6 separate regions of the Mus musculus genome follow, and regions 1, 3, 4, 5 and 6 are each linked to region 2. The links are chromatin contacts, called in public HiChIP or PLAC-seq and promoter capture Hi-C maps. All regions are on one chromosome and are shown on one strand. The core of a region is the stretch at or near the end of the contact, and the rest is flanking DNA. Distances in the headings are between cores, read along the strand shown.

Evidence for each region. Promoter capture Hi-C pulls out the DNA fragments that hold promoters and counts their contacts. HiChIP or PLAC-seq counts read pairs in DNA pulled down with a chosen protein or histone mark.
Region 1: a promoter capture Hi-C map of pre-B cells shows a contact between it and region 2, with 6 times the contacts expected there. The contact joins the promoter of Aph1a here to the promoter of Ankrd35 in region 2. A contact is called at or near these places in 2 of 39 promoter capture datasets (liver and pre-B cells), 1 of 484 Hi-C or Micro-C datasets (pre-B cells) and 1 of 115 datasets of contacts at active chromatin or transcription factors (pancreatic cancer cells).
Region 3: a promoter capture Hi-C map of liver shows a contact between it and region 2, with 2.6 times the contacts expected there. The contact joins the promoter of Rprd2 here to the promoter of Ankrd35 in region 2. A contact is called at or near these places in 3 of 39 promoter capture datasets (liver and pre-B cells).
Region 4: a contact with region 2 is called in an HNF4G HiChIP or PLAC-seq map of pancreatic cancer cells. The contact joins the promoter of Fmo5 here to the promoter of Ankrd35 in region 2. A contact is called at or near these places in 1 of 39 promoter capture datasets (hippocampal neurons) and 2 of 115 datasets of contacts at active chromatin or transcription factors (microglia and pancreatic cancer cells).
Region 5: a contact with region 2 is called in a promoter capture Hi-C map of liver, with 2.9 times the contacts expected there. The contact joins the promoter of Anp32e here to the promoter of Ankrd35 in region 2. A contact is called at or near these places in 2 of 39 promoter capture datasets (both in liver) and 1 of 484 Hi-C or Micro-C datasets (embryonic stem cells).
Region 6: a FOXA1 HiChIP or PLAC-seq map of pancreatic cancer cells shows a contact between it and region 2. The contact joins the promoter of Otud7b here to the promoter of Ankrd35 in region 2. A contact is called at or near these places in 1 of 39 promoter capture datasets (liver) and 1 of 115 datasets of contacts at active chromatin or transcription factors (pancreatic cancer cells).

The regions. Positions count from the first base shown.
Region 1 is chr3:95,892,645-95,895,888 of GRCm38.p6, forward strand. Aph1a (aph1 homolog A, gamma secretase subunit) reads left to right here and starts at 1,277. Exons shown (of 6, transcript NM_146104.3): 1 at 1,277-1,639; 2 at 2,177-2,347; 3 at 2,499-2,572; 4 at 2,804-2,926; 5 at 3,074-3,201. The coding sequence starts at 1,527.
Region 2 is chr3:96,668,283-96,671,518 of GRCm38.p6, forward strand. It overlaps Ankrd35 (ankyrin repeat domain 35), which reads left to right and starts at 1,849. Exons shown (of 14, transcript NM_001356538.1): 1 at 1,849-2,167. The coding sequence starts at 2,129.
Region 3 is chr3:95,817,180-95,820,687 of GRCm38.p6, forward strand. It overlaps Rprd2 (regulation of nuclear pre-mRNA domain containing 2), which reads right to left and starts at 1,774. Exons shown (of 11, transcript NM_001368178.1): 1 at 1,368-1,774. The coding sequence starts at 1,572. It overlaps Gm29948 (a long non-coding RNA gene), which reads left to right and starts at 1,701. Exons shown (of 2, transcript XR_375854.4): 1 at 1,701-1,951; 2 at 2,541-3,508.
Region 4 is chr3:97,627,230-97,630,832 of GRCm38.p6, forward strand. Fmo5 (flavin containing monooxygenase 5) reads left to right here and starts at 1,575. Exons shown (of 9, transcript NM_001161763.1): 1 at 1,575-1,672; 2 at 1,790-1,966. The coding sequence starts at 1,832.
Region 5 is chr3:95,927,374-95,930,695 of GRCm38.p6, forward strand. Anp32e (acidic (leucine-rich) nuclear phosphoprotein 32 family, member E) reads left to right here and starts at 1,884. Exons shown (of 7, transcript NM_023210.4): 1 at 1,884-2,277. The coding sequence starts at 2,224. Gm46815 (a long non-coding RNA gene) reads right to left here and starts at 1,652. Exons shown (of 3, transcript XR_001783926.1): 1 at 1,367-1,652.
Region 6 is chr3:96,103,085-96,106,425 of GRCm38.p6, forward strand. Otud7b (OTU domain containing 7B) reads left to right here and starts at 1,443. Exons shown (of 12, transcript NM_001025614.1): 1 at 1,443-1,735. It overlaps Gm30044 (a long non-coding RNA gene), which reads right to left and starts at 1,272. Exons shown (of 2, transcript XR_375856.2): 1 at 1,104-1,272.

The DNA.
Region 1 (3,244 bases), core at 27-2,526, 780 kb before region 2:
ATACATGACACAACCCCCTCCCACACACATAAAAATAGCTATTAGAACAAAAGAAAAGCTCCACAAGCCTCACATACCTAGTAAATACTTGCTAAGCATCTAAAATGAGTCCTTGAACACCGTGCAAGTGGCTGTGGGCTCATCATGCACAGATTGTTCCCCACAGCTGCTAACAGCTCACAGAGAAGAGTGGCCCAGACTCAGCCTGTTGAACACACATGGAATCCTGAACACTGGCCAAGATGTTCCCATCCTCCTAACCTTGGGGAACAATGTGTCTAGTGACCGCCAGACCCCCCCAACCCTCCACCCCCCCTACCCTCCCATCCCCCCCACCCCCCCACCTCCACTGATTCCCCTCCTAGTGACTTTTTGCAAAAACCTCCAGGAAGCCCGGTAATCTTTTAAATTTTTCTGTAGTTTGTTGTTGCTTTGTATGTACCCTCAAAAAACGATTTTTCTCATATATGATCAAAATGCTCAGATCCCATCATAGGATTCCTCTGTTCTGCAGACTCCTAAGGACCAACCCGTCCTCATACAAATGATGATTCCTGATAATATGAAATCTCTCTCCCCAGCCTGAGGAAAAGACACCACTCAAGTTTATTTTCCAGACTATAAATAAAGGAAGTATGACATCAAAGGAACCAAGCAGCTCGGCGTGGGGCGGGGGTGGAGGGGATGGGTGTAATTTCCTCTCAGTCCCATTGCTCTAGTTGCTTTGTGACTCCACGATTCCTTCCAAACATTTTCCTAATATTTCTCTCCCGGCTCCTCCTGCTTTTCTCATTCTGTCATTACAGAATACAAGTGGAGGCTTCATTTAAGACGTAATTCCTATACCAGGCTGCCCAAAGAGTTCCAACTTTTAAGCCTAACTTTGATCCCTCAGGATGCTTCTCTGGGTCATTTCCTCTAATTCAACTTAAGAACAATGTCCGTCCCTATCTTCCCACAACCTCTATCCTGTGCTCTTTTTTATTTGTCTCTAGAGTCAAACAGGATCTTCCTCCGACAAAGCTCCTCTAGTAATAGGTAGGGTGGCTATCACCCTTCTCTACCGAAAGAAAGGAAACCGTGGCCAAGGCGCCAGCGAACCCAGGAATCATTGTTCTGATTGGGCCCAGACTCCAGCCTACTCTTCTGAAGCCACTCCCAGCACCAAGAGGAGGGCTCTGAGGATGAGAGACTACAACTCCCAGAAGGCCATGCCGCCATGACCCCGCCTCTGCAGTTCCGCCCCACCAAGTATTCATTGGCCTTCCGGGGGTGGGAATTAGATGGGAGGTGGCCATGGGGCAGCGACCGGGGGTTGTTCCCTCTTCGGCTTCCGTAGACGAGGTCGGGCGGACCTTCGTCCGGGGTTTCGGCACCCCCCCTTCCCCTTCCCCGGGGTCCGGGGGTGACATTGCACCGCGCCCCTCCTGGGGTTGCGTCCTCGCCCCACGCGGACTCCCCCTCGGCGCGCAGCTCCCTTTCGCCTTCCTTGGCCGGGGTTCCCTCCCTTCCCCAGCTGCCCAGTCATGGGGGCTGCTGTGTTTTTCGGATGCACCTTCGTCGCGTTCGGCCCAGCCTTCTCCCTTTTCCTGATCACTGTAGCTGGAGACCCACTTCGGGTTATCATCCTGGTGGCGGGGTGAGTGTCGAGTGGTGGAGACGGGGCCGAACGTAGAGAAAAAGGTGCAGAAAGGGCTGGAGGAACTGGAGCAGGCTTGGGAGCCTGAGTTGGGGGGCAGAAGTCGGAAAAGGTTGGACACAGGGTCAAATCGTGATCTAGGAGAATTTCCCGCAGTCGGCTTCCGCCTTCCAGGGATTTCACAGATTCTTCCTGTAGTCCTCCCGGCAACGTCAGAGAAGGCCCAAGGCCAAGATTAATGAGGGGGCTGTGCTGACCTCGGCCAGCCAAGGATCTTGGAATGGATACCTAGTCTGTCCGTTCATGCCCACACACTTTGACTCTAATGAAGACTCTAACCAGATCTCTACCCTTTCTGCTGCTTTCAGATTCTTACAAATGAGTCTGTTGGTGGAGACACTTATCTGGTCCCTGTCTCCCTTACCATCCGGAAGTCTAACTTCCACTTTTCATACATTCCATCCTTGGCTGGCTCCCTCCTTGATTTTTCCATCTGCTCCTGTCTTTGCCTCTCTCATTGCCCTTGTGTTTTCTCAGAGCCTTTTTCTGGCTGGTCTCCCTGCTCTTGGCTTCTGTGGTCTGGTTCATCTTGGTCCATGTGACAGACCGATCAGATGCACGGCTCCAGTATGGCCTCCTGATTTTTGGTGCTGCTGTCTCTGTCCTTCTACAGGAAGTGTTCCGTTTTGCTTACTACAAGCTCCTTAAGTAAGGACAAGGGGGGCTCTGGAAGGGAGGGGGGACAGTGGTGTGCATGGCGGGAAGTGGGCCAGCCCTGCGATGGTGGTTGGAGTAAGGGTCGTTAAAGGGAGGGTATTGGAGGGGAAGGAACATCCCTGCCCTTCCTTCTGTTTCCCAGGAAGGCAGATGAGGGCTTAGCATCACTGAGTGAGGACGGAAGATCACCCATCTCCATCCGACAGATGGCCTATGGTGAGCCAAGGGAGAGGGACCAGAGGAGGGAGTTGGACACCCCATCCTCTCTTTCTGGGTAATCTAAACAGCCACGTATGCTAAAGTGTTTTTCTTCATACTTGACTTCCAAGGAGAGGCGGTCTGGAGGGAGAGTAGGTATGGTAGACTTTTCCCTGGGCTTGGGGAGTAGGTACTGCTAATGAAGCTGTGGTGGTCCTGGTCGTTGACAAGACCCTCCCCTCCCCCCAGTTTCTGGTCTGTCCTTCGGTATCATCAGTGGTGTCTTCTCTGTTATCAATATTTTGGCTGATGCACTTGGGCCAGGTGTGGTTGGGATCCATGGAGACTCACCCTATTACTTCCTGACTTCAGGTAAGGCCCACTTCTAACCTTGCCTTTGTGCCCTGTCCTTCCCTGGCCCTGACTTACTGCCCTTCCCTGGGAGGCTCCTCTGGCTCACCGTCTCAGGAGGCTGGCAGGCGATCAGGGATGGACATCTTCCCGTCTCCCTCCCCGCAGCCTTTCTGACAGCAGCCATTATCCTGCTCCACACCTTTTGGGGAGTTGTGTTCTTTGATGCCTGTGAGAGGAGACGGTACTGGGCTTTGGGCCTGGTAGTTGGGAGTCACCTTCTGACATCGGGACTGGTGAGTTGGAGACAGGGGCCCGAGTCAGGGAGAAAGCATTTAA
Region 2 (3,236 bases), core at 599-3,098:
ACCAGTGTAGAAGCAACTATAGAAACAATGGTTTCTTCTCCACACTAGACACTTCCTTTCTTGTTGCTTTTTGCTCACTCATGCATTTATACATTCACACATTTACTTACCAGACATTAAAGACCTACTATGAGCCAAGCTAGGGGACTAATTAAAAAAAAAAAAAAACCAAAAACACAACCACTGCCATCAGAGAGTCCCCACCTGATTGGAAAAACAAAGATGTAAACGGACAACAGGAAGGTGGGGGCCATCTAGGTGATGGTAAGAATGACCAGTAAGGCACACACCAAAATGCACACTGATAGGCAGGTTGTCAGAGTTTTAAGGGAAATTTTACAACAATGAAAAACACTTTACATGGATTAAGAAAGTACAAGGGGGGGGGGCTGGTGAGATGGCTCAGTGGGTAAGAGCACCCGACTGCTCTTCCAAAGGTCCGGAGTTCAAATCCCAGCAACCACATGGTAATGAGATCTGACTCCCTCTTCTGGAGTGTCTGAAGACAGCTACAGTGTACTTACATATAAATAAATCTTAAAAAAAAAAAAGTTGCAAAGGGCATTATGAATGAATGGTCTGCTACAACAGTTTAAACTTGGAAGTTTGCCAGAAAATACTGAGAGTGAAGGCAGGCTTCTGGTTTTGGTTTTTGAGACAGGATCTCTCTGTTATGTACCTCTGGCTGTCCTGGAACTTGCTATGTAGACCCACCACACAAGACTGGCCTCAATTTACAGAAATCTACCTGCCTCTGATTCCGGAGTGCTGAGATTAAAGGCGGATGCGTCACCACACCTTCTTCAGGCTTCTGTTTCAGAAGAACCTTGAAAACCATGTTAAGAACTTTGGGCCTAAGCCGGGCGGTGGTGGCACATGCCTGTAATAATAGCACTTGGGAGGCAGAGGCAGGCAGGTTTCTGAGTTCGAGGCCAGCCTGGTCTACAAAGTGAGTTCCAGGACAGCCACGGCTACACAGAGAAACCCTGTCTCGACCAAACAAAAAAAAAAAAAAAAGAAAGAAAGAAAAAAGAAAAGAACTTTGGGCCTATAGCATCTTGGGGGGGCGGGGGTGGGGGTGGGGTCTGCTGCTAAGCCTCACTACTTTAGTTCAAGCACCGGATTCACAAGGTGAATGGAGAAAGCCAACGCCGGTTGTCTTCTGACCTCCACAAGGGTGCCCACCCTTAGCGCATACTCATGCCTCAGTAAATGAATTAATGTAAAACACTTCTAAAAAGAATTTTGGGCTTTATTCCATAGGGTTCCATGAGTATTTGGGTGGGCTTGCTTGGTTTACAGGGAGGAGAAAGGAGAGATGGGAAGGCCAGACCAGTTGGCTGCAACTAATACTTGTCAAACAAGAATTACTAAGAAGTGAGTCTAAAGGATAAGGAAGGTCGGACTTTTTGTTTGTTTGTTTGTTTCTTGGAGTGGGGAAGCAGACAGTAAAAACTCTCCCCTTGCTGCTTTCTAAGATCTGCGTTAGTGATCGGCTTGATCCTTTGAGTTTTGTCCAACCTCTGGTTGCAGTGGGTCACAAATCACCCATTGGTGATCAAGTCTGCTTAGTGCATCACGTTTCCAAACTCTATAGAAGATCTTGGGGCGTTGGGAGGGAGGGGATGAAGCACACACAGGTCATGGCTATGACTAAGAGTCATTAACTGGTAAAAGAGGTTGGTGACATCGAAGCTTGTGGAGGTCCTTGAGAGGGGGCGGGGGCGGAACTGGGGGTGGAGCTCCAAGCAGAAAGACGGGGGACTTAGGGCCTGGAAGTCGCTGGTGCGGAGGCTGCGAGCATCCCTCTTGGATTCGGTAGGTAACTACAGGGGGCGGGCTTCGGCTGAAGGGCGGAACTTGAGAGCCAGCCAGGGTGGCCGCAAAAGACTGCGGGCTTTTTGCCTCTGCAGGGACGGGGTTAGGCAGGGCCAGAGGCGGGGTTTTAAGCCCAGCCTTCAGTTGAACGTCTACGATTGAGCGGGGTGGGATCTGGGGCGGGGCTTGGGGCGGGACCCAGTCTGCTTTTTGACAGCTGTCTTTCGGCACAGCCGTAGCCGAGTTGGGTTAGGAACTTGTGGCCCGGCTCTCTGCGCGTCCCCGTCCCCCCGTGGCCCTAGCCCCGGCCATGAAGCGCATCTTCTCCTGCTCCAGTTCACAAGTGGCGGTAGGTGCCAAATGTGTGGGAGAAGGGCTGTGGCTGGGATTCAAGCCCTGTGTTGACAGAAGTCCTGAGTCCCATCTCCATGGATGATCGCATTAACCCTGCCTGCATCAGTCTTTCCTGCGATGTTAGCAGTTCTGATAATGCGGTCGCCAGCCCTGGTAACTGAACTTATGGGTGTTATTAAAACCCTGTCCCTTAATCTTTTCCTTCCCAAGGTGCTTCCCCTTGGCTCCTTTTCCCAACATATTTGGCTTCCAGCTTCTGGTATGCTTTCTAAAGTTCTGTTCTCTTCCAATGACCCTGGTCTCTACTTCAGCTGCGGCTCCCAGTACCAACCCACCTCCAGACATCTGCCCGCCCCCACCCCAGCCTTTAAATCCGTTCCTACTTCTATCCCTAATTCCTGCCCTATAGCTTCACTTCCATCCTTGCCTTCTCACAACGTTCTCTCTCACATAGCTCCATTTTTACTCTTTGCTTTCTGCCCCTAACAGTATTTTCTGCCCCCAAAGTATTCTCACCCCAGTGCCTTCTTCCAACCCTTCTTCACAGCCTCCTTTACCAAACTTGCCTCTTCCACTCCATGACACTGCCTCTTCCACTCTCTCAAGCACCAATCCAAATCTCTTTCCAAGCGTCTGTCCAACATGGGGCCTCTGTTTTCTTAATTTCCAGTGACCTTTTCCTCAATATTACTTCCTCTACCTTTTGCCTGGACCTCCTGCCTGCTTACAGTGGCTTAACCTTGCAACCTAGCTAGCCAGACAAACGCTGTCAGAGGACAGACAAGTCTCCTGGCTGATCCCCAAGAGCCTGGGTGAGTTGCCTGCAGAATTTACCCTGGCCAGTTCTCTGTACTGTCTAGTCTTCAGACTGGTTCTTGGGACCAATCAAGTTCTGTCTGGTTCTCCCCCCATCCCACCCCACCCCCAATTATTCCTTTGTCTTGTTTAGCATTTGTGTTCATTTTCTTTGATTGAGTTAGGGGAATGAGATGGTGAAGGAGAAGACAGAGTGGATCACAATGAGAGAGTTCCTGACAAGGGTTACTCTCTTCTCCGTTCTCTCC
Region 3 (3,508 bases), core at 524-3,023, 850 kb before region 2:
AGCCTGGTCTACAGAGTGAGTTCCAGGACAGCCAGGGCTATACAGAGAAACCCTGTCTCAAAAGACCAAAATGATAATAATAATAATAATAAAAAAGACTAGCTAATCCTGTCCTTTCTCTCGAATATCCTTCTCAACAGTATATTTCAAAGAACCACAGAACAACTGTCTTAAATACAAAAGATTTTAAATTTGGGGCCTATAATTTTGAAGTTTTATCCACTTGTTCACTAACAAGTAAACTCAAAAAATATTATAGAAGCGAAGACAGACATGGAATAAGAAAACTGTTAACTGAGTACCACTGGCAAGAGGCTATATAGATAGGAAGCAAACAACTTGAATAAATATGTATGGAGTTGGGGTTATAATTGCTTAAAATTTACTGGGTAGAACAAGCTGGCCTCAAACTTTCAGCAATCCTCCTGCCTCAGCCTCTGAAACGACATGGGCCACCACGCCCAGTTTAACAATTCATATTTTAGAAGACCTCTTTTCTGTATTAAAGCAGTGTTGTGGGGAGAACCACACAGGTTGAAAAAAAAAAGTATACTTGAGATGGGGGTTATATCTAAAACAGATAAATATATTTTAAAATTCACATTTCCCATTTTGATTGCCTATGCAAACAAACTCAATTCTGTAAAGTGTGCTTCAGGAGATTAAAAAGTGGCCGGATATATTTTATACTTCGGTACCAATGATGATTACAGTCTCGCAGTTGTGTCTCGTCAGTATCCCGTGGTCTGTATTTTAGTGTTGCAAACACAGGTAAAAGGAAAACAGGTGGTCGCCTCACAGCTCTGTAGAGTTCCTATTGCTTCACATTCATCCAGGGAAAGCCTCCTTAAAACACACGCCAAGTTTCACCCACAGTCATCAAGAGAAGGCCCCTTTCTAGACATATCCCAAGTTTCACGTCGGCGGAAAACACTGCCTGGTCTAACATATTTCAGGGAAGTGGACAGCTTAAACCATGGCTTGACTAGCCAACAGGAAACCCAGAGATCATTAACACGTCAAGGCCTGTAAGAAATAAACGGACGCGACCATTTCCGTGAAGGTTCAGGATAATCAACAACACACCTTCCAGGGCTCGGAAGGAAACGCGAAAATCTCTACGGGTCTAGGCCCAACGGCCCAAGGTCACGCCAAATGTGAGGCTGAAAAATTCCAAGCAATGAGCCCCCTGCAGAGCAGGGCAACCGTGCCTAGGATGGAGTCTGGGCTAGGGAACACTCGCGCCCGATCTTTAATGTGAACCCCAACTGAATGCAGCAGCTCGGTGGGCAAACCCCAGAGTGTTTTGGGGGCCGCATTTTCTCCATCTCTCCAGCCTCCCCCTTCCTAGTCGCCCCCACACTCACATCTCCGGAGCCACTTCATCCAATGGTAGACGATTGTACTGTGGTGTTTCTTGTTTTCTATACACCAGGACGACAAGCCTTGAATGGATTCCATGGTGTTGGTCACCGACTGGAATTTTCGATCCAACGAAGACTCCAGGGCCCCTGCGGACGAGGCCGACGAGGAGGAGGCCTTACTGCTGCCTCCGCCGCCGCCGGCCGCCATCTTCCCCGGTTTGCACAAGCGCCTCTGGTCCTCTGGCGGCGGCGGCGGCGGCGGCGGCGGGAGCGGGCAAAACAATCAGTGCGAGTGCGTGAAAGCAGCAGGAGGGGAGGGCGGCCAGGGGGTGGGGACGCTGCACGCGCTAGGCTCCTCTGGCGGCAGGAGGGCTAGCTGCTGGGCGCGCTGGCGGCTCCCACACGCTGCGAGGAGGGGCCGCGGCCGCGGAGGACTGTCAGTATGGCTCGGGGGTGGTGTTTAAACCGGGAGTCGGGAGACGACTACGGAGGAGACAGAACCTGCGACGGCGCCGACAACTAAGGCTTTTAGCCTCTACGCTCCTCAACTCTTAAGGCCCTTCCCTCATCCCGTTGGCCAAATTCCGGTGAGCCCAGGGCGGCCTTGGTACCGAAGACGAAACGCTACTCCGCCGTCCCTTCGGCTGCAGAGAGCTTTGCCTTTAGATTTTCTACCACAGGAAAGGCCCAAAGCTACCTAGGCAGAAAATTTTCTTTCTTTTTTTTTTTTTCTTTTCTTTTTTTTTTTTTTCTTTTTTCTTTTTTTTTTTTTTTTTTGCAACGCAATAGCAGCAATAGACCAGCAGAAGAAATGCGCACGCGCACGGAAGCCCCGCCCCTCCGCTTCCTCCTCAATCTTGAGCACGGGGGCCGAGGGGGCGTGATGGCGCTGCGATTCGACCAATCAGGGAAGGGGGTCGGAGAAGCGCGTCGGGACCTGAAGGCGGAGGAGGCGCTGCGTCTCTCTGTGCGCCTGCGCGTTAGGTCTGCGCCTAGCGGGTTGGGAGGAAAACCTGGGGAGGCAGGATTGAGGCGCTCCGGAGCCTAGGACGTTACTAGACCCCAGTTCAGTGCTCGGCCCTGCTTTTGGCTTCATGGCGGGGTTGCTCCCTGGGAGCCTTTAATTCACACTAGGATGGGAAATGCCCACCGTTCTGTGGCTACTGTTTTTGACAGCTGCAGCTGCGTTCCCTGCCACCCCGCCATCGGGGACCTACACGCGACAAAATGGCTGGCACGTCTTGCGGAGTGGGGGAAGACGCGCATGCGTCAGGCCCTGTTAGCTGTTCTCTAGGCACTCCTTGACTAACCTATGCTACACGCCCGACTGCGATGACACCGTTCACAGCCAGCCGACCGACTGCATTCTAGAAAGAGGGAATAAAAGTTAAACGAAAATTTCTCTGAAAAGTCTTCGAAGCGAGGAAAGAGTAATTGACAAGGTGTGGCTTCTTTGCTAGGTAGTAACATCACAATTTCGTAATGCGTTATAGGTTTGTTTTTGTTTTTTCGAGACAAGGTTTTTCTGTGTAGCCCTGGCCGTCCTGGAACTCACTCTGTAGACCAGGCTGGCCTCGAACTCAGAAATCCACCTGCCTCTGCCTCCCAAGTGCTGGGATTAAAGACGTGCACCACCACTGCCCTGTGCGTTACAGTTTACAAGAGTCTTGAGTATTGTGTTTATTAGCACAGCCTCAAATTAACCATTATGGGCTGGAGAGATGGCTCAGCACGTAGGAGCACTGACTGCTCTTCCAAAGGTCCTGAGTTAAAATCCCAGCAACCACATGGTGGCTCACAATCATCCTTAATAAGATCTGACGCCCTCTCTGGTGTGTCTGAAGACAGCTACAGTGTACTTAGATATAATAATAAAGAAAATCTTTTTAAAAAATTAACCATTACATTCTCATCTGCCTGTGTGAATCTTTTGAGAAGATTGGACGTTCATGTATTCCTATTGAACACAGGAACTTCATTTTAATTATGCCAACTCAACGGAAAGGTTTTTGAGGCAAGGAGCCTGTTTCATCATTTAAAATTAATATCTCTGTGCCAAGAACTGTTTTAGGATTAGGGAAATGATGGCAAAGCAGACAAAAATTACTCCGCCTTGATTTGGTATCAGGACCAAACCACAAGCA
Region 4 (3,603 bases), core at 325-2,824, 960 kb after region 2:
TCAGGTTGCTGGTAACCCAACGGCAACTATACAAATAGAAATACAAAGAGAACCATCTGAACTCCAGCTCCAGGAGATCAGGCATAGTCTCCTGGCCTCTGAAGGTGCATGCTGTTAAGACACACATACAGGCAAAAGACTCATACTCCTAAGATAAAAATCAGTCTTCTTTAAGATTACAATGTGATAATGCTCTTACTGTGACAGTTATAGACATTGTGGACACAGTTACTAAGGTTAATCTTCATTGTCAGCTTGGCAGACTGTAGAATCACCTAGGAGATTGGTGGGCACAACTTTGGGAATGTCTGTGAGAGCATCTCCAGAGAGAATTCAGTGCAGGGCAGACCCAAACTGATTATAGGCAGTTCAATCCCATATGGACTTGGAGGCTCCATGCACCCACGATGTGGTAGAGTGTCATAGGTTCCCACTCTTCCTGTTTGCTGTGTTTCCATTCATGTAGACACCGTACTTGGCAGGAGTCTTTCTGAGACAGCAAAGGATTCTCCAAGTCAATGAATTATTTTAAGCAGTTATTTAATAAACAACTGCTTAGTTAAAAAGCAGTTCAACTAACAGGTAACAGCTGGTGTTAAGAAAAAAAGAACAACAGAGAAGTGAGGGAATGGGAGAAGGGCTTGTTGCAAAATCCCTCAGGAGAGAGTTGTGTGTGATGGGGAGCCCTTGCTGGAGCCAGCCTGCTGGGGTTGCATGGCTGGCCTCCCTGCCTTGCTCCGAGTTTTCCAACTGCACGCTGGAGGTGATCATAGTCATGCTTGCTTCCTGGGTTGGCTCAGAGGGTTACATAATTGATTTCCTTTATGTCATTTGAACTATATACAGTAAACCCTCATGTTGACCATTAGGCTGGAAGGGAGATACTGAACCCTGAACCTTCAGAGCCAAGGATCTGCGTTGGTCGCAACCAAACCGTGTTGAGCAAAGTCAGTACACCGGAGTAGTGTTATGCAAGGCCGATAAGGCTTCAGACACAATTCATGCCTTCTGCAAATGTACATTTACATACTGCTGTGGTGCATGAATGCTATAGCTATCTGACAGTTTTACCCGATTTTACATTTGAAAAATTTTAAGTTACATTTAACTGCCCCCCAACCCTCTCTCCCCACCTCCCACCCCCACCCCCACCCCGTCAGCTGAGCACACTGCAATATCAAATTCCTACTGAGGTAGTGGGCTCAAAGATCTGGTCTCTGAAGAGCGGAGAGGAGCCAGGACAGAGCACCTGCTTGAAGGGACTCTGGGAAGTGAACTTTCTTCTTAATGCGGAGCCAGGGTTGCTTCTGAAGGGCTGAGTTTAGCCGGCCCTTATCAATTTGAAACAAAAACAGGAAGTTGAAAGTGAACAAACACTGAAAGAAAAGTGGGAAGGGATGGAGCCTGGAGGGTCGCTCTCCCTATGCGGGTGCTGCTGAGAAGCCGTAGATTAAAACATATATAATATCATTGTTTTCTTCCCCAAGCATTTTTGAGCTGTTTCCTTTGCGTTTACGGAAGAAGGGTGCACGCCCTTGGGTGGGCGGGATAGGAGGTGGGACGGTACAGCCCCTCCCTATTGGCCTCTGCTGTGTTTATATGAGGCGCGGCTGCTCTGCCCTGAGTTACAGCCCTGCTTAGCTCCGAACTAGTGTAGCAGCGCCCTGAGCTGGTACCTCCCCGCGCCACGGTCCCCACACACCTCTTGTTACATTTGTTTGTGTGTCTGGGCCCAGATCTTTTCTGTGGCCTGATGTGTGTTCACTCTCTCATGTCTTTCTTTCTTTAGGACAAGTGACGCAGACCCAACCAGAGAAGCACTCTGGTGACCATGGCCAAAAAAAGGATTGCTGTAATTGGAGCAGGAGCTAGCGGGCTCACCTGCATCAAGTGCTGCCTGGAAGAGGGCTTGGAACCTGTCTGCTTTGAAAGGTCTGGTGACATCGGAGGACTGTGGAGATTCCAGGTAAATCTTCTGAGCCCCTAAGACTTGAAGGACTTGCAACACCCTACCTACTACCAAATGGGCTGCGAATTCCACCTTGGCAGTGGTCAGATTTAAGGCTCCTCTCTGTAGGCTGCCTGCAAAGTGAAATGCAAATGTCACTTATTTCCCGTTTCTGTTGCCACGAAAACCAGACCAGGGGTTTTGTTTGCTTGTGTGTTTCGCTGCTATTCAAAAAAAAAACAAAAAAACAAAAAAAAAAAACAAAAAAAACGGGAAACAATCCGTGAAGTGGAATAGCAAACATTAGGAGTTCCCTGTATGTCCCTGGCTCCTGAAATATAGATTGAACCAAGTGTCTGTTTGCCATGCCTTCAATCTTCTTTTCTATTATAAGCAATTCCTGGAGTGGAGCTGGAGAGATGACGCGGCAGGTAGACCACTTACTCTTTCAGAGGACCTGAGTTCAGTTTCCAGCACCCACAGGATGGCTCACCAGCACTGTGAGCCCAGCTCCAGGGGGCCCAACACCCGCTTCTAACTTCAGACACCAGGTGTGAACATAGCACATAAACATGCATGCAGGCAAAACACTTACACATAGAAAATAAAAATAGATACATCTTCTTTTAAAATCCTGGGGCTGGGGAGATGGCTTTTCTAGAAAATACTAAGTATTTGCTGCAGGAGCAGGAAGCTCTGAGTTCCCTCCTTAGCACTCACAAGGAGAAAGGGAGGGAGGGAGAGATGGAGGGAGGAAAGGAAGAAAGGGAAGGGAAGGGAAGGGAGAATCCTAGTGAAGCAACATGGCTTTGTAATCCCAACTGTGGGGACAGTTGCAGAGCAGTCCTGAGACTTTCCGGCTACCCTGCAAACCAGTCTTCTAGCTCCAAGTTCACTAAAATGTCCTATCTCAAATACATATGGTGGGGAGCAGTTTAAGGGGAACACCCAACATTGACCTTTAGCCTCTACGTGTACTGCAGACACACACAGAAATCGGGGCGGGAGGAGGAGAGAGACAGGACAGGGACAGGGAGACAGAGACAAGAAGAGAGGGAGAGAGACCATGTACACACACACACACACACACACACACACACACAAATTTTCTTCTCACTTAAGGTAACCCTGACAATCCTAGTCTTTGAACAGAATATAAAAATAAGATTGCCCTGTTTGCTTTAAACTTTTCCTCCCCTGGAGAAGAGAAGGTCAAATTCCTCAGCCTTTGCTCCTGTCTCTAGCTCTCTCCTTTAGTACACTAGATTTCACTTGAACCCTACACATATACAACGGGGCAAGGTGCTAATAAGAGTTTAAAATACTAGCTGGGGCATATGTATCAAAAGATGGCCTAGTCGGCCATCAGTGGAAAGAGAGGCCCATTGGACACACAAACTGCATATGCCCCAGTACAGGGGAACGCCAGGGCCAAAAAAATGGGAATGGGTGGGTAGGGAAGTGGGGGGGAGGGTATGGGGGACTTTTGGGATAGCATTGGAAATGTAATTGAGGAAAATATGTAATAAAAAATATTTTTAAAAATTACTAGCTGGGAATGGTGCTGGATGCCTTTAATCCCAGCACCGGGGCAGCAGAGGCAGGCAGATCCCTGTGGAGATGAGTTTAAGGTCAGCCATTACTATGTAGAGACT
Region 5 (3,322 bases), core at 634-3,133, 740 kb before region 2:
AGAAACTCAGTCTCAAATTACCCAACCACTTCAAACAAAACAAAACAAAACAAACAAGCCCCAAAACCAAACTCGGTGGTAGTGGTGTATCCCTTCCCTCCTTTTAATATTATTTTGAGTGTTTTCTGCGCATGTGTGGCTGTGGCCCACATGCATGCTTCGTCCTGGAGGTTCGGAGATGCTGAACCCCCTGGAACTGAAGTTAAGGATGGTTGTGAAGCACCGCTGGCGTCTTCTGAATGAACAAGTACGCGCAGCATAACTCAACCACTATACCACCTCTCTAGCCCTGTGGCACAAGCCTTTGATCTCAGCACTCAGGAGGCAAAGGGATCTGAGTTCGAGGCCAGCCTGGTCTACAGACTGAGTTCTAGGACAGCCAGGGCTACATGAAGATACCCTGTTTTGTACTTTTCATCTCCCACCAAAAAAAAGATAAAAATAATATTTTGAAGGGAGAAAGGATTTGTTTTAGTTCACAGATCTTGGTATAGTTTATCACAGAAGGAATTGCAACACATGGCAACTAAGAAGCAGAGAAAAAGGAATCTAAAAGAAATAATTACATAGTTTCTGTTGTTATTGTTATTTTGTGACAGAGGCTGGCCTTGGATTTACTTAGTAGATGACTGTGGATCTGCCCCTCTCTCCCTTCTGAGGGCTATGATTAAAGGAATGTTGGATCTTTCAGGAACATTAAACAGAAAAAAAAAGTTTTGGTTTTGTTTTTAATTTACTTATTTTGTTTTTGCATATCCGTGTGTTTTGCCTGCACGTACGCACACACAATGCATCTGTGCCTGTGGCCTGTGGAGTCCGGAGGATGCCTCTGAATTTCCTGGCATTGTAGTTATGGGTGATTATGAGCCACTATATGGGTGCTAGAAATCGAACCAGGGTGGAACCTCTGCTAGAGGTCATTGCCTCTCCATCCCCTCACACTTAAAAGAACATTTTAAGTAGATTCCTGTAGGAAAGGAGAGGCCTTGCTGGACAGTTTCTGATAATTGTGTTTCTTTAGGCCTGTGTTATTTTTCCTCTAAGGTGTCAATTTTGTTTGTTTGTTTTTCTGTCTTTTGGAAACAGTCTCTCCCCACCCCACCCCCCTTTCTGTGTAATCCTGGAACTCGCTCTGTAGACCAGGTTGGCCTCGAATTCAGAGATCTGCCTGACTCTGCCTTCCAGTGCTGGGATTAAAGGCGTGTGCCACCGCGGCTGGCTCTAATATTCCAACTTTTTAGCAGTGACAAATGACCTCAGTATCAACTCCTCCTGGACAGTTTTATTTAAAGGCTTCTGACTCAACGTGCTAAACTCAACTCTGCTTTCAGAGCCGTTCCCCCCTTTATGTTGGAAGTTAAAATACCTTCTTTATCACGCTCTGGTTCTACAAGCAGTTCGGGACGGGGAGGTGTCACCAACACGCTGTTCGCGCTCGCGCCCCTGCTTACACTTTAGCCGCAGAGCAGAAGGCTTGTGCTTTAAGACCACCGAAAGCTCTGGGTGCAGTGTGTTGCATGACCCACTTACAACTTGGGGATGCCAACGACGCCTTTTCCCTTCCTTTTAACCCTGAAGCCAGAAAAACCCCAAACAAACAAAAACAAACCCAACAGACACCCAAACCGTCCTACTACCAAGGGGAAAGCGCGCCAATCACACAAAGAAAAGGAGGGGGGCGACTGGGATTCAAAATCATTTCTCCGGGACGTACATCCTCCCGAACCTATCGGAATTAACTGCGCGCCTAGTCAGAGCCAATAGACACTGAGTTTCTGGTCCAGGTCCCCCCTAAAGACAAATGGACAACCCTCTAGCCCAATGGAGTCGTGTGACGCTAAGGACTCGACCAATCCCGTTGGGAGGTGGGTGGAGTGTAGGCTAGGGGGGGTTGGCGGTGCCGTGTCATGGAGGCTCAGTCTCGCAGCAGCCATTGAAGGGGAAGGAACTGCGGGCGCGCGCGTGTCTCTCTCCCTCACTCTCTCTGTGTGAAAGTGTGTGCGTGCCCGAGTGTGCGCGCGCGGGTGTGTGGACTCGGAGGTGGGGGCAGCCGAGTTAGTCCCAAGTCGTCGGACTCCATTTGCTATTCTTTTCTTTCTCTCCCACACCCGTGTGGTAGTGGGCGTTCGTCTTTGCGTCTCTTTTCATTCATCTCCAGACCTTTAGAGGTTTTTTTAGGGTTGGGGATAGTGGGGAGGGCAGGCGAGGGGAAAGGAGGAGGACATGGAGATGAAGAAGAAGATTAACATGGAGTTGAAGAACAGAGCCCCGGAGGAGGTGAGATGACTCAGCCCCCATAGTCCCCTCCCGCCCTGGATCGTGAGGGGTGGGCTTCGGGGGTCCGGGTGGGTGCGCAGGGCGGGCTGGGAAGCGCGCCCCCACTTGGGGTGGAGGCGGGGTGTTTATTTTAAGTTTTAAATCACCAGGCTCTTGTGCTTAAAATGGCGAAGGGCTTAAGTTTCTAGGGGCATTTTCGTGAGCGCGCGGGGGCTCAGCCCCATGGCGTCCTCGCAGACTGGTGGCCCGGCATCGCGGGCGCGGGCGGCGTGGGCGCGACCCCCGGGTCCTCGCCACCTGCGAAGTTGGTGTAACTTTCCCGCGGCGCCGCCACTCGGCCGGCCGCGGCCCCGGGTGTGGGACTCGCGCCGATCTGTGCCCCACGCTCCCTCCGACCGTGCCCGCTCGCGGGCAGCACGCGCCGCGGCCGGGGCCGCAGCGGAATCCCGGGACCCGACGGCGCGGGCCGCGATCCGCGTGGCGCGCGGACTTTTACGCAAGCTGGAGGCTTGTGCGAGCCTCGCTGCGCTCAGTGCGGTCGTAGGGAAGAGTCCCGAGTCTTGAAGGGGGCCCGGGAGGCGTCGCCCCGACTCCCCGCCGTCGGATTCCCTAGCGGTTTACGCCAGGTCCGCGGGTCTGGAGATTGGCCGCGGCGGGCGGGGACCAGGCTCGCTGATTCGCGGCCGCGGCGTGAAATCGAGGGACAAGGGGTCCGCGCCGCCGTGGTCCCTTGACGCCCGCTCAAAGGCGGGCATCTGCCGGGCCTCCACAGTTATCATGCAGAGCCAACGGTCCCTGAGCCCTGCTGATTTTCGTGGTTCCTTTGCGGGTTTTGGTGACTGGAGGCGAGAGAGAGGTGGTGGAAACATTGTTGCTGTGAGGGTTATCTCTGGGAGCAATGGAAGTTTTCTAGAGCTTCTTAGAAGATTCTAGAAAAACTCAAAAGTTGAAAGCTGTCAGCAGGACGTGGTGAGTGATATCTGTAATTCTGTATATCTGTAAATCTGTACTTCTCATATCAAGAAATTCCCAGCCCTTGGGAGGG
Region 6 (3,341 bases), core at 193-2,692, 570 kb before region 2:
TCGATGAGTGTGAAAGCAGCTCTCAGTTTTGCAGAGTTCTGCCTTCCCACATCAGACTTAGCCAGCAGGGGCTAGTATGATCTACGGAATTCAGTGAGACCAAATCCTACCCTCTTCTCAAATTTGTCACAAAATAGTAGTTGCAATCGGTACTCCCTGGATCTTCTAAGCTCTGGCTTGCTAAGTTGCATTGTAAGTTGTGGTATCTTCCAAAGGCACCAGCTACTTTGCTTGGCTGAGACATGTATACGTGGCCTTAGGTTCAGCCCTAAACTTTCAACTCTAAACTTAAGGGTATTTTTCCAGTGGGTTTCCTGTTTCAGGTGTCAGTTCCTAGTCTGGATAATTCTGTGCTCTATCCTTCCCCATTAGAAACCAAAATTCTCAGCGAATACTGAGGAAAATGAAGAGCCAACTGCATTATGCTTTTACATAAACCCAGTGAACATAATTTTGATAATAAACACTGCCTTGAATGTGTGGATTCTAGAGATCTGAGTTAAATTTTAGGATTCATTTGGTTAGAGTATAGCATAAGCTGGGCCCATTTTTGTGTTTTCAATAAAGTAGTTCTTCTGGAAGCAGTCCATATTCCTTTACAAACATGAAAGGCTGAGATGGCTTGTTTGTGTGCTCCTAGGCACAGCTCATTGTAACCTCCGTGACATATATGTTTGTTTTGCTTTATATAAAATATTTCAGTGAATTCTATTAATACTAAATTGTTAGATTGCTGATGCTTGGGATTTATGTCTTGTTGCGTTTTCTATTTCCAGTCTTCCAGAATACAGTGCTTTTACAACAGTAGGGCTTCAATAAGTAAAGGCATTGAGTTATGCTGTAATGTTGTAAAAACACATTGACAATGTGTTTTTACAACATTAACTAAAAAACTGACTGTGGCAGGGATGTTACTAAGGGAGTATTGTTATGCAAGTGAATATAGCAAAGGGTACGTTCACGTCAAGAGTGAAGGAACAAGGGGAATGCATAGCTGGGTGGGGCTGGTTTGTAAGAAGCGATGTTCAATTCAGTCTGGTTGGTCCAGGATTGCGTGGAGTAACTAGAATTTCAACCTTCTCAAGTATTTTTATCCTTCTCACCTTTCGAAAGCTACTCCGCCAGTCTCCATTTCTTCCCTTAGGGCTGGCGCCAACTGATGCGACCCCAAAGTCTTAACAGTCCATGCCGAGCTCCCAGCTCCCGCTCAAAAGTGCCTCCGCCCGGGGGCTCGGGGACGCGAGCCAAAAACGCGCGGGGTCACGCGCCGGGCAAGCGCCAAACCGGCCACAGCCCCAAAGCGGTCCCGAGGGCGGGGCTGCTGCGGGGAGGGGCGGGGCGGGACGGGGCGGGGCCGGCCGCGCCGGGCGGGAGGAGGCCCGGGGGCGGCTAGGGTGTCACCGCCAACCCGCTCCGGCCGGAAACGGGCGCTTGTTTCCGGCCGGACGGCCGAAAGCCACCGATCCTGAACCAGCCGCTGGAGTCGGAGTGGCGACCCGGTGTGGAGGAGCCGGCGGAAAGCCATTGGGAAGAGGCCAGCTCCGGTCAGTCCCGGCTTGGCTCCAGCTCTATCTCCTGTGGAGAGCAACAGCCGCGGTCGCAGTGTCCGCCTCCGCCTCCATCGTCGTCGGGGGAGGGGCCGCTTGGACCCCGGGGTCACTGCCGAGGAATGAGGCGAGGCGGCCGGGCCCCGCGCTCCGCCCCGGCCTAGAGCCTTGCCCCGAGAGTCGCGAGGGTAACGGAGACCCCAGCCCTGACACCCTCCCCATCTCCTCCCCGCTCCTCCCGCCTCTCCAGCGCCCCAACTCTGCGTCGTCGAGCTCCACTGCTCACTCTCTCTGACGAGACTTCACCTGAAGCCATCTCCCCCTGAGCACCCGCTCTCTGCTTGGTCCCCACCTTCCTCCTTCACGCCAATCTTTCACCTGCGTCCTGCGCTCTCAGCCCTGGCCGGCGGTTCCTGTCCCTTCCCCAGCTGTGCTGGGCAGTTTGGATAGTCCCCTCTTGTCAGCTAGACTTTGGGAGACGGATGGCGGAGTTTTAGGGTGGTCTAGATGCAGCCCCCCCCCCCCAAGTAGGATAAAGTTCTTTTAAAGTCACTATAAAAGTAAAAAAGAAAAGCCAAGTTTGTTCTTAACGATAGCCAAACTGAGGTGCGTCCAGTAATGGAGGAAGGGGGGTAGGGAGGGAGGAGAGAGAGAGGGAGAGGGGAGAGAGGAGAGAGGAGAGAGAGACTGTGGTGAGTGTAGGTGTAGAAATTCTAGGGCAGGCTTATGGACTTCAGAAAAAAAAAGTTTCTGTGCGCTGATGGAAACTTTAGAAGCTGATGATGAGTAAGCTGGGGGCTGTGTGATCGCACTCTTCTCATAATTACTAGGTTAACGGTGTGGCTCCTGTTGAGATGGAATGGGATTTGTTTACTGGGCCGGCGTATTTTTAGCCTGTCGGCTCACAAGGACCAGCCCTCAGAGTCTGTCTCTCTTCTCTGGTGATAGAGTGTCAGTCTAACATAGGTGTCTTTTCTGGGCACAAGACACATGTAAAAATGGGGAAGTTGAGAGAAGCGAACTGGTGAGATTTGATCTAAGAGGTTATTCCCCCTCCCCCAAATTTTTTTTTCCCCTTAGGGAATTTTCATGACTGCAAAGCCAATCGCTAACCCGCTTTGACTTTGGCTTTCTTTATCTTTTTGTGAATACTACATAGGGTGTTTTATTTAGAAGCTGGTAATTTGTGGGTCTTTGGCTTTTCCTACAATATACTTAGGTCTTTTAGGATGCTGGATCCCTTTGTGTCTCAAAACCTGTCAGGTGGATAAGAAAAATAAGGAGAAGTGGTGGTAAGAAGACTCCAAAGGAGTAGCTAATTTCTATTTTTTATTTTTTTCTATGTTGCATATCTAAAAAGACATTTAGGAAATGTGTTTCTTAGTCAATGAGATTCTGTTCCTGAGGGATGGAGAAGTCTGCCAGGGAGAATCAGACTTGTAGTTAAATGTTGGCAGTATATAACTTACATAGGAACACATTCTAGGTAAACAATGAGGAATTAATTATGTTCTTTACCCTCATTGTTTTTCAAGCAGGTCTTTTAAGTTTACTAACCTGCTGTGCTAGTCTATTGATATTTTGAAGGTTAAAGAGAATGTAAAATAAAAGAAATTGCTGTTCCTCCTGTACAGCACTGAATGCAGTCTGTTCTGACTTTACGTGAACTGGCATCTTTCGAGCACCTTTGTAATCCAGGCTGGTTTCTGTGTACTTAGAGATTGCACATGAACACAAATATTAGCTCATGCTAGGCATAATTGAGAAGGTAAATATGCTGAAGACACATATTCC